2 separate regions of the Zea mays genome follow, and region 2 is linked to region 1. The links are chromatin contacts, called in public Hi-C maps. All regions are on one chromosome and are shown on one strand. Each heading gives the region's core, a stretch centred on a gene start, on an enhancer-like site or on the middle of the called end of the contact. The rest is flanking DNA. Distances are from core to core; before and after follow the strand shown.

Region 1 (5,573 bases), core at 1,704-4,203:
TACACTCTATAAGCAGTGCACTCTATTTTGCACGGCCATTTGTATGGCCATAGCCTAAGCAAAGGTCATGCTCCTAAAGATATGAATAATTGCCTCTCCCGCATAAGCCCACAACCTCAATATTGATGCTTGAGAAAGGAAAACAAAACAAAAGAAGGAAACACCCTGAATATTGGAAGAACAACTGGCTTGCTCCTTCGTTATTGATGCTTGTAGTATTTACATTTACACTGGACCTGCCACAGATGTAACAGGAGTCTCAAGGAGTAACATAGTTGAGTCGTTTACATACAGCCAGCCAGGCCCAGGTGGCCAGGCAGGAACTCAACTATTATGTAGCCAGGGCCAAGGGTGTTGGTCTGCAGCCAGCAGCCACCACACTCCATCCAGGTGCTGCTGTTCCTCCTCAATCCTGGCCAGATGCCACCGCTACAGCTACTACTGCTACACGTCCAATTCTCGTAACAGGTCTGTCTCTGAAGGTTTCCATCTGGACATCTTTAGATCCACGCCTTAAAAACCTTGCAGACCAAATTGTACCCACCAGAAAAATATATTCCGTTTCGCTTCGCTCCACATGCTACGTACGAGTACAGCTGCATTTGGAAGGCTCGCTTGTCGCAGCTACTCCGCTGCTGACGCCTCGGCCCTTCTCCGCATGCGAGCGCCCCACGACAGGTTCTCTTCTGAATCCTTCGCCACGCTCCTCCTCTTCAGCTCGGCGATCTGGTCCTCCCAGGACCTTCTCCACCCAGATCCCTCTTCCTGTTCCTGTGGCCCACATGGATAACAGATCTGTGAGGAAGATTACTTCTCAGATAATCTTACGCATGACATGCATGAAAACGACTCCCCCACGCTCTTCTGCAAGTTGCTATTTCACTCGTTATCCGTGACCTATTTTTGTGAAGCTCTTCGACCACAGAAAATTCCTAGCCGTTCCCTATTCGCAAGTACATCACATCAACGCGAAACTTATATCCATTGATTTATCGTATGTCACGAAACGAAACGGTAAATTTCAGCCGCTCCTGGCTCGAATCTAAATTTTTTTGTATGTATTAGTAAGTTCATCAATCTTCAAAGCACTGTAAAGTTAAAAGGCAGCTTTGAACACCCAATATCCACAGCTGAGTCACAAACCATAAGAGATCTTCGTAAAAATCCAAAACAACAAAAAAAAACGAGAGACCTATGCTGATGGCTCCCACAAGAATGGAGTCGGGAGACGGAATAAGCGAGGCAAGCCTTATCCCTGTATTTTTTCGAAAGCCATGCTTCGGCGAACACATTAATTAGAGCATCTCAAAGAGTCATTCTAAAACCAACTCTCTAAATCATCATTTGGAGTGTCATTTGCATATAAATCATTTTCTATATCTTTCCACTCTCCAACAGTTTTTCTATATATCATGTGCACTCTAGAGTCATTCTTGTTCTATCTTTGACTAGTGAGAAATCCAAAATAAAAGATGGCTATATTTGGATAACCAGATAAACAAGCTGTCGGAGGACATTATTCATCAAAATCTCCAATCCCTAGAAAGATGTGTAAAGTCTCTTGGAGTTGCTTGGGGGGGGGGGGGGGGGGGGGGGGGGGGGTGGGCATCCAGATCCACTGTTGTCACCAACAAAGAAGACTACATGGGAGAACACCAGAAGGGCGCGGGCAAGGATGGAGGACAGAAGGAGCTGCAAGGACATTGTTCTGGGCCGTCGTGTGTCCAAGCCCAGTGGGCGATACCCGTCGGACATATGGTCCGTGTAAGGAGAGAGCAAGGGAGATATTTAGACTATGGTTATCTCTGTGAACGTCAAGAAATAAGAAATACAGAAACCCTCCTATCTTCTTCCTTCCCGAGCTGTTCTCTCATCTCCTCCGTAGCCGTCGTAGTTGGTCGTTAACAACTGTTTTGTAAAGGTTGCAGTTCACTCATGATGCATATGTTTGAACTCCTATCAAGGACTGTAGCTGAAACAACTAGATTTCTTCAAATGACAGATTAAGTACTTAAAGGAGCCAGATCGTACAGCCCAGAAGAACTGATGGATCCCCTCAGTTACAGATCAATGATCTGAAGTCTGCAAACGCCCTCTTGCCTCCATTAGAATACCAACAAATTCCAGACTGGGACACTAAGTTCAGCAAATTCGCTTCACGTATAATTAGGAAGAATTTAGCACATGTTTTTCCATTGACAATCTATAAACAATAGAAGTTAAAGATCACAGCATGAACCCAACAACCAATCGTAATCCTGACTAGAAGATTGCACCTCTACCAATCGGATTGGAACCAAACACAACGCAATGCAACCAAGCGCCAACGCCATGAAAAGCACCAAGTACCCAAGTAACAAGTGAGGAGAGCAGTGATCCAAACCTGGTAATGGTAGTAGGCGTGGTGGGATTGGGAACGGCGCCCGGAGAAGGCGAGGCGGCAGACGCCGCGGGCGAGTGCACGGTCGTAGCTGGCGCGGCGGCTTGGGTCGGAGAGCGTCTCGTAGGCCTCCTGCACCTCGATGAAGCGGCGCGTGTTCTCGGCCGCGGCGCCCGGAGGGGACACGTCTGGGTGGTACTTTAGCGCCAGCCGCCTGTAGGACGCCCGAACATCATCGGGGCTCCCATCCGCTGAGATCCCGAGCAGGTCGTAGAACGTCCGCGGTGCTGTCTGCTCCTGCTCCTCCGTGCGCACGCCGCCGCCGTCCTCACGCCGGACGCCCCGCGCGCGCAGGCGGAGGCGCAGGCGCAGCGCTTCCGGCTGTGGCGTGTTCCACGGGCGCCGGAACGCGATGCGGCCCGCGGCGGGGACGGCGGCGGCGGAGGAAGTGGGGGGAGTGGCGGCGAGGTGGGGCATGTGGTTTTCTTGCTGGGCTTCGCTTGCTGGTTTGGTTTCTCAGTGCGGTTTGCTTTCCGCAGATCTTAAGCGCCAACCGCCAATAAATATTATATATATAATACTGTTCTAAATTAATTTTGCTTTAAAAAATAATGGATTCATATACACGTGTCTAGATTTTGGCTCCATCCCCGATATAGTTATCCATTATTAAAAAAGAATGTGTTTAGATTTATTATCATTTATTTAAATATGAACATAAAAATTAAGAGTTAAAACGGGTACTCTCTATCCTAATATGCTATTTGGTTTAGGCTTTTGTTTTTGTTCATATTCAAACGGATGAAATTGAATATAGACACCTAGTGTTTATATAATATTATATAAATCTATTAAAATCCTAACACAAACTAATCAGCGACAAATAAAAAAACAGAGAAAGTATCTATTAACACTATAAAACAAATACTATTTTAAGACAAAATAAGTACTATTTTTGAACATAGGGCCTATATAGTAAGTTCAATTTTGTACGAAACAGACGTGGTACCACAACAGCAGCGTAGACCATGTAAAAGATACGACGATATTTTCTGATCAAATCTTGTCGCGTGAAAATTATTGTTTCACATGGTGTAAGCGTAGTATTCATATTCATGTAAAACTAGGTGAGTGCCCGTGCGTTGCAACGGAAATATATAATACTACAATAACTTATGTACAACTGTTTTAACGAGAATATATAATATTACGATAATCTCTACTACTCTACAAGACTCTAACGTAGACCATCTGTGCACCGTAATTCTGCCTCCCTCCTTCTCGCCCCCTCACACAAGCCTCACTGCCTCCGAAATGTCGCCCACGCCTCGGCCGCCACACGCAGCCCCGAAACCTCGTCGTCTCCCCGGTCCTCGGCGTCCCCGGTCCTCGGCGTCCAGACATAGAATTGAAAAAACATGAAACAGTTACCCCGAGAAACATTAGGCACTCATCAGCTCCTTCATGTGCATGAGAGTTAGTTGTCTCGTCCACATTTACCTTTTCAAGCTTTGATCAAAGATTTAATGCCAATAATTAACTCTACTTTCTGCGGGTGATACCAGATACAAACATGCATCAATTAATAATTAATAAAAAAAGAATAAGGAAGAGTTAGTTGTCTCGTCCACATTTACCTCTGGAGCTTCTTCATGTAGAACTCGAGCTCTTTACCCTCAAGGATGTAGCTGGCCAATAAAAGGAAATGCCACTGTAGTTAGCCTCGAGGATGTAGCTGGACAATAAAAAGAAATGCCCAGCAACTGCCAGGAAATTTAAGCTACTGAAGCGAGGTGAAATGGTCCAGTAGTCCTTACCCATCAGCTCGGCCACACTGCCCAGGACGAGCAGAAATGTAGGCCAACAATCTCCCACTGCCAAATTGCTCTTCAAATACAACATGCTGATCATAGAGAAGAGATTCGTTGAAAAACTAAGCCACAAAACTGCACGTGTTAAAAACAATGCATTAATAAGATATCTATCAATCAGCTATTCACCAAATACAATACTTCATGAACCATTAAGTCAACCTATTCTAAGGGCATGCTTTGATAAACCAGTTTTGAAGGTTGTTGGAGATGCTCCAACAACAAACTAAAGGTGACATCGAAGTAGCTAACTCATAGTTGAGTTGAAGAAAAACATATTACTATCAGAATTGTTATGTCATGGCCTCATGGGTAACCACGATGACACGATTGATTCGATCAGCTAAATTCCATTGCACAATATTTACTTAAGACCTCTGTTCCAGCCTTCTGAGAATTATTAACCCAAAATCACATATACGCTTGGCAGCACCAGCTCTTGTGCAATTTGAGATAAGTCTCGTATGTTTTATTTTCGATTTATACAACAATGCTGATTGGTTGGGTACCAGCTGATAAATATTTTAGAGTTAATTAAGGTTCATGAAAGTGATTCCTGGCTACAGTATCACATGAATTTTTTTAGATTGGTTCCCTGAATCATCTGATCATAACAGTCCTAGTGTTGGACTTCATAATGTCCATGCGTGGAAGGTAAATTGGTGTACTTTGATTTGTTGTTTCACTCAGATTGCTCTACTTTATACAAGTGCAACCATCCTAGTAAGGATACAAAATTTCAAATAATCAATTGTTGTACACCGGCCGGGCTTGGGATTTGATGGTCTGACCCAATTAGTAAGGCACAGTTGCAGTGATTGTTCTGTACCTGGGGTCTGTCAGGACGGAGCAAACGTTAACAAAGCCCCACTTTTCTCATCGTCTCCTCCAAATCCAGCATGTAGTACTCGTCCAGGAAAAGGCTCGGTACTCTTCATCAGAGTGAACAAAACTGGGGATAGTTCCTGAAATACATGGAAATAAATGTCACCATCTAAGGTGTGTCGTTGAAACATGGTGCTGCTGATGGCTACTGAAGCTTACCTCAAGTACTTTACTTCGGCTGCAAAGGATTTTATAATGAAAAATGGAGTTTTGTACGTTACAGTCGATTCTTGAACAAGTTTGCACACTTGTACTCTATGAAAAGCGAGACAAAAGAAACTCCTACCGAATTGTCTGTTAAGGCGATTGTTCCTCCTGGGCGAAGGACCCTGAATGCTTCCTTCACCAATCGGGTTATCGCTCGTGCTGGGCACTCATGGCACTGCAGGTTTTTTTTAGAATTATGGTACTCCATAGAATCTCGAATATAGCCATAA
Region 2 (5,573 bases), core at 2,195-4,694, 280 kb after region 1:
GCAAAAAAAAGAGAAAATAAAGAGTTTAAACAGTTCATGGCAGCTTGAGTTTGTGAAAGGTTGACATTTTGACCATTGCCATCTGACATGGAAAAATGCCGAGAGGAAAAGCAGCTGTATTATATATCTGCATGCTGGGTTTTATTTGCATTTCATGGTTCTCCTGGTACATGAATCTTACGGTTGCCTAACGACGTGGTGTGGCATTCTTTTTCAGCGAGGCAAAGCGCGGGGTGAGATGATCACCTGCAGCCTGTGCTGCCGTGGCTTCCTGGCACACGTCCGTGAGGAACAGTATCTGAGACGGCCGGTCCACCCCGACCGTCTGCCAGATCTCATAGTAGCTGCGAGCGTCTCTCTTGGTCCTTTCGTTGCAGACGCGCGCCAGGCCAAAAAGGATAGATTAACAGCCATAGTCACAGTGACGCATACGAATCATCAGTGAGCGGAAAGGTGTGATACTAGATGTACAGCGTACCCAATTGTTGCGTCAAAAAATCCGCACAGGTGCCTTCTAAGGTCGCCGTAGGTAGTGTTCCCGAAGATGAGCCTCTGGGCTTCCCTGCTGCCACTTGAATAGATGTACGTCTGCGACTAAAACTCAGTTTGAGTTGGGTTTTGTGAGTGAATCAGAGTGTACATGATTGATGTCGAAATTCTAAAATAACGTGCTTCAGAATGAGCAATGTAGAGAGATGTGAGAAGGGGTGGAGCAAGGACCTTGATGCCGCTGGCGTGCCACCTCTCGAGAGCCGGCGGCACGTCGTCGAACACCACCCCCTTGATTTCTTGGCACTCGAACCCAGTCCTCCAGATGTGGCCCTTCATGTAGAACGAATGAAGAGAGATCATCTCAGAGAGATCATCTCAACCTCTCTGACGTTCTATCTGGTCTACCGGCCTCGAGGACTTCCTTCCCCCTTAAATACCTTGGACTACCTTTGTCCATGAACAGACTCAAACGGGTGGACTTCCAGCCATGGATTGACAAAGTCTCTGCAAAGCTGAGTACATGGAGCGGGAAAAACCTTTCGGCGGCTGGCCGCCTCACGCTAGTCAATGCAGTGCTAACCTCGCAGGTCACCTATCTGCTCCTAGCCCTAAAACCGCCCCAAAGGGTGTTGGATTTCATTGACTCAAAACGTAAGCAATTTCTTTGGGCTGGTTCAGAGAGATTAACCGGCGGTAAATGCAAAGTCAACTGGGTCTGTGCAGCAAGACCAAAACAATACGGTGGTTTAGGCATTCTGCACCTTGGTTTTTTCTCGCGGGCCTTACGCCTCAGATGGTTGTGGCAGGAGGCCAAACTGTTAAATACTCAGAGGATAACGAAAGATATACCTTGCAATATGTTGGACAGGAGACTGTTTGCAGCAGCAACCTCAGTCAGGGTGGGGGATGGTAAGTCTTCTTTGTTCTGGGAAAGTGCCTGGCTAAGGGGTACGACACCTAGAGACACCTTCCCTTTGACCTACTCCATTTCTAACGGCAAAAATAGATCCATCCATGAGGCTCTCTCAAACAACCGATGGATTCAGGACCTACATTTTAATCACAATGATTTTTCTGCCGCGCACATACATGAATATTGTCAATTATGGTGCGAGGTAAATCAGCTTCGCTTAATGCACAATACCCCCGACCTTATCAAGTGGAAGTTTACTATGAGTGGCCAGTACACAACTCAGTCAGCCTACCAAGCGCAATTTTATGGCTCCACATGCAGGAATTTTAATAGTATAATTTGGAAAGCTTGGGCGCCACCAAAGTGCAAATTCTTCAGTTGGCTTGCTGTTCAAAATAGAGTTTGGACAGCAGACAGGTTGGCAAGAAGGGGATGGCCTCATAATCCGCGCTGTGTCCTATGCGCCTCATGCCCAGAATCTGGACTACATCTTTTTGCTGAATGTTGCTTCACCAGACATATTTGGGCTGATTTGAGTATTTGGGCTGCAATTACGGAGATCCACCATTCTTCTTGGCAACCTGTAGATTCGGTGCACCAATGGTGGTCGAATCTTGCAACATCCGCAGTGAGAAGCGTGAAGGGATTGCGAACCCTCATCATCCTCGTGTCTTGGACAATTTGGTGTGAGAGAAACTCGCGAATCTTTGAGCACAAAGAGAAGACCGTGACACAGACTATAGCGATGATTAAGGAGCAAATTCGCCTGTGGATTCTAGGAGGAGCAAAACACTTAGCAAGGCTGGTGTAGGTTTTGGGGAAGGAGAGGGGTTGGTTTTGGAACATTTGTGTCACCATACTTAATGTCTCATTCCCTAGTATGATGTACTTGTATATTTTAGCCCTCGCTGGCTCTCACCTTCTTTTTAATATAACAGGCAATTCTCTTGCCAGTTTTCAAAAAAAAAAAATCTCAGGGTGTTGTGAATGCCTTCATGGAGTGGCCAGATTTTTCCTTTCAATAACCTGAAACTCAAGTGAAGGGACTGCCGATAGTGTCAGCAGGGAGCAGGCAGAGTAGCTACCTACCTGCAACTGCTTCAGCGAGGTTATCTTCCTATCCGCCGCGATCATGGCCTCCACGTTGGCGACCAGGGCGTCGACGACGCGGTCCTTGCCGGCGCCGTCGGGCGGGACCGGGACGGCGCCGGGGACGCCCTCGGCTAGGTCCTGCTCGACCTGGGCAAAGATTCCGGCCGGCCGGCCCCTTTCAGCAGGACGACCAAGGACGTCGTGGCGCGAAGCTCAGAAGAAGCTCGATCTGCTCATTGGCTGTCGAGCGATGCAATGCACAACGGGGAAGCTGACCTGAGCGCGCAGCAGGGCGATGTCGTCCTTGGTCTCGCGGGTGGAGTAGGTGGCGTCCAGGTGCGTGCGGACGTTGTCGCGGGCGTAGGGGAAGAGCACGTCCGTCACGAACGAGATGGGGCTCGTCGTGCCCTCGATGTCCAGCACCACGCTTCGCTGCGGCGTGCCAGCGAGTGCGATTCGGATCAGAGCGCGCAGCTTTTTTTTGTTTTGGGCGCCCGGTTGCGTTGCGCTACGGGCATATATGTGGTGCGAGTGCGACGGCAAGGAAATCGAGGATAAGTGACTGCGCATTCACCACTGATGCTAGTCGAGGAACACTGGCTGGGGCTGCTCGTGGACGGCGGCCATCCAATCGCCACGGGCATGGGATGCTGATTCCACCGGCTGCCTTGAGCGACAGCGGCGGCGAAGCGAGGAAGCTCATCCTCCTGGAACGCAACAACCCCTACATCGGAGTCGGATCGAGCCAAATCAAATCAGTCAGGGCACCAGTCTCTCTCTCCCTCTCTATCATCAGATGCCTCACCTACCTGTGACGCCGGCGGCAATGGCAATGCCATCCCCATCTTTGTCGGTCCTCTTCCTTCCTCCTCTGCAGAGTGCAGTGGATGCTACCTGCTCACCGCATCCGCATACGTCCACATGGATCCCGGGTGGAGGGGACCGCCGGGCAGATGTGGGCGTCACTCGGTTGGTCCAACGCCAACCACAACACGACCACCGCGTGTGCGGTGTGTCCCTCTCGCTAGTATGCGCAGGACGAAAAGTACATCCAAATGTGAGTAGAGTGTAATGAAATGTGAGTAGTACGATGGATTGCGATCTAAATGCTTCTTCATTAAGATAGGACCTTAAATAAATTTCAATTTAAAAATAAATAGAAATAGTCTCCAATCCAAATTCGATCCTTAAATTTCCCAAGTCACCCCTAATTGTGAACCAAAATACACAACAAAAATTAGGCCAATTCAAGCAAGGTTCATTTGTTCATGAATAACCGGAGGTCAAAATCTGTTTGATTGGGAGGATTGGAACCCAAATGGCCAAGGTTATCTTGATTTTCTTGCCAGCCTCAATTAGACAAGCATACTAGCCGTAGCTTGCTGATTCATAATAGCCTCGCCTCTTATGCATCACATTGTCACGGGACTCGGGACTTTGGAAAGGCTAACCATGCCGATCTTTCCAGTTATCCGGCAAACTCAAACAAACTTTTATTCATTCTAGTTACAGTATTACACAGTAACAAAAAAGAAAAAAATATATCATATACAAGGAGACTAAATTCAACTGCAAATATATACAATATGTCTATGTTTGTATCTGTTTTTTTTCCAGAAACACCAGCCTTCTCCATATACAGACATTCCCTTCCATACACAAGCTACAGACTCTACAGTCCTGGAAAAAAAACGGTGCCCAGCCACCCAGGAGAAAATCACAAACTCATGATCAGATATACAGGAAAGGACAGTCATGATCTAAAGCTAAATCCTTGCAAAGAAACATGATGGATTCCATGTACAGACCTCTTCGTATGTGTCGCCACTAACTATACTCTGTTCAGCCCCATCTGAAACATTTTTTGCATTACGGTCTTGTACTCCTGGCTTCTTGACCACTCATCGATCTCTCTGGCTCGCATCACAGGCAAAGGGTGTGAAAGCTCTCTGGTTTGTGCATTCCTGCAACATGTAAAGAGATTGAGAAAGAAATGTCATACAACACAAACACATATGCATTTCCACAACAATAATATCGTGAATCATGGTTCAAGTGATAACAGTTCTGACCGGATGTACCACCCAACTGGGTTCGATGCAGCCTTGTCGTACGAACGAGCTTGCTCCAGGAAGGCATCCACATTTAGCTTGTCGGCAAGAGATGGGCATCCTCCGGCCAATTTCATCAGAACAGAGATGACTACCTCTTGACAATCAAGAATAAGTATCAAGTGATGACAGATTTGTAGGATAAGCATTACAACACACAACAAGGTGTTCCTATTTTCAGACAGCCAAGAACAGAGATGACCACCTCACGACAATCAGGAGTTTAGTATTAAGTGATGATACCAACTTGTAGAGTAAGCATGTATCCATTATATGTTAAAACTACAAGCTGCAGCTCCAATTCTTCAAAATTGGAGAACAGCTGCTCTTTCTATGAACTAAAGATTGTTACTAGGAAGATGAATTGAAAACTACACAAACCTCTACTTTTTCTTGGAGTCATATATAATTTGTGGCCAGACCATGCAAAAAATCCACTTCCAGAGCAAAAGCAAAGACAAAAATAGCGCTATTTATACTGCTAGATCTTATGTTCAATACAAATCAATCTTGTATTTTAAAACTGAGGTAGTTTCAGATTTAAGGTAGTAAAGGTACCTTCGGATCTTGCACCACAAGAAGAGCTGCCCTGTCACAAGTCAGCTCTGCAGCTCGTAGCCATCTGTATAGCTGCTCTTCCAGGAAGCCAGCAACCATGCCAAAACCTGAAGAAAGTGCATGTACTTACCATGAGATGTAGTCCAAATAAAGTGTATTTAGGTACATAGCCGACCCTTCTAATGAGATTTTAAGTAGTCAGATGGTCTACCAGGGACAGTGTATGCTCCCATTGTGAGTATATTGGCAAAAGTGAGCCAAACACCATGATCGCACTTGAGGTGACCCAGCTCATGAGCCAAAACAGCCTAATTGAAACAAATCCAATATGATGAGTAATCAATGCATTCAGACAGTAGGTAAGCAAATAATAATTCTTGTTTTGATTGTTCATCTAGGCAATACCA

What was found. A called contact is a pair of places that touch in the nucleus more often than the background predicts.
Region 2: a contact with region 1 is called in a Hi-C map of bundle sheath, with 2.4 times the contacts expected there. The contact joins the promoter of LOC100194257 here to the promoter of LOC103649927 in region 1. A contact is called at or near these places in 6 of 25 Hi-C or Micro-C datasets (bundle sheath, ear, leaf and 1 more).

Annotation. Positions count from the first base shown.
Region 1 is chr3:32,890,626-32,896,198 of Zm-B73-REFERENCE-NAM-5.0, forward strand. LOC103649927 (chaperone protein dnaJ 20, chloroplastic) reads right to left here and starts at 2,954. Exons shown (of 2, transcript XM_008675612.2): 1 at 2,384-2,954; 2 at 171-771. The coding sequence starts at 2,857. The coding sequence ends at 625. It also overlaps the pseudogene LOC103649928.
Region 2 is chr3:33,173,991-33,179,563 of Zm-B73-REFERENCE-NAM-5.0, forward strand. It overlaps LOC100194257, which reads right to left and starts at 3,445. Exons shown (of 7, transcript NM_001367083.1): 1 at 3,307-3,445; 2 at 3,072-3,221; 3 at 2,774-2,929; 4 at 2,495-2,644; 5 at 479-588; 6 at 247-365. The coding sequence starts at 3,342. It overlaps LOC100191294 (putative peptidase M48 family protein), which reads right to left. Exons shown (of 9, transcript NM_001367163.1): 5 at 5,378-5,474; 6 at 5,167-5,273; 7 at 4,570-4,703; 8 at 4,306-4,461; 9 at 3,976-4,177. The coding sequence ends at 4,329.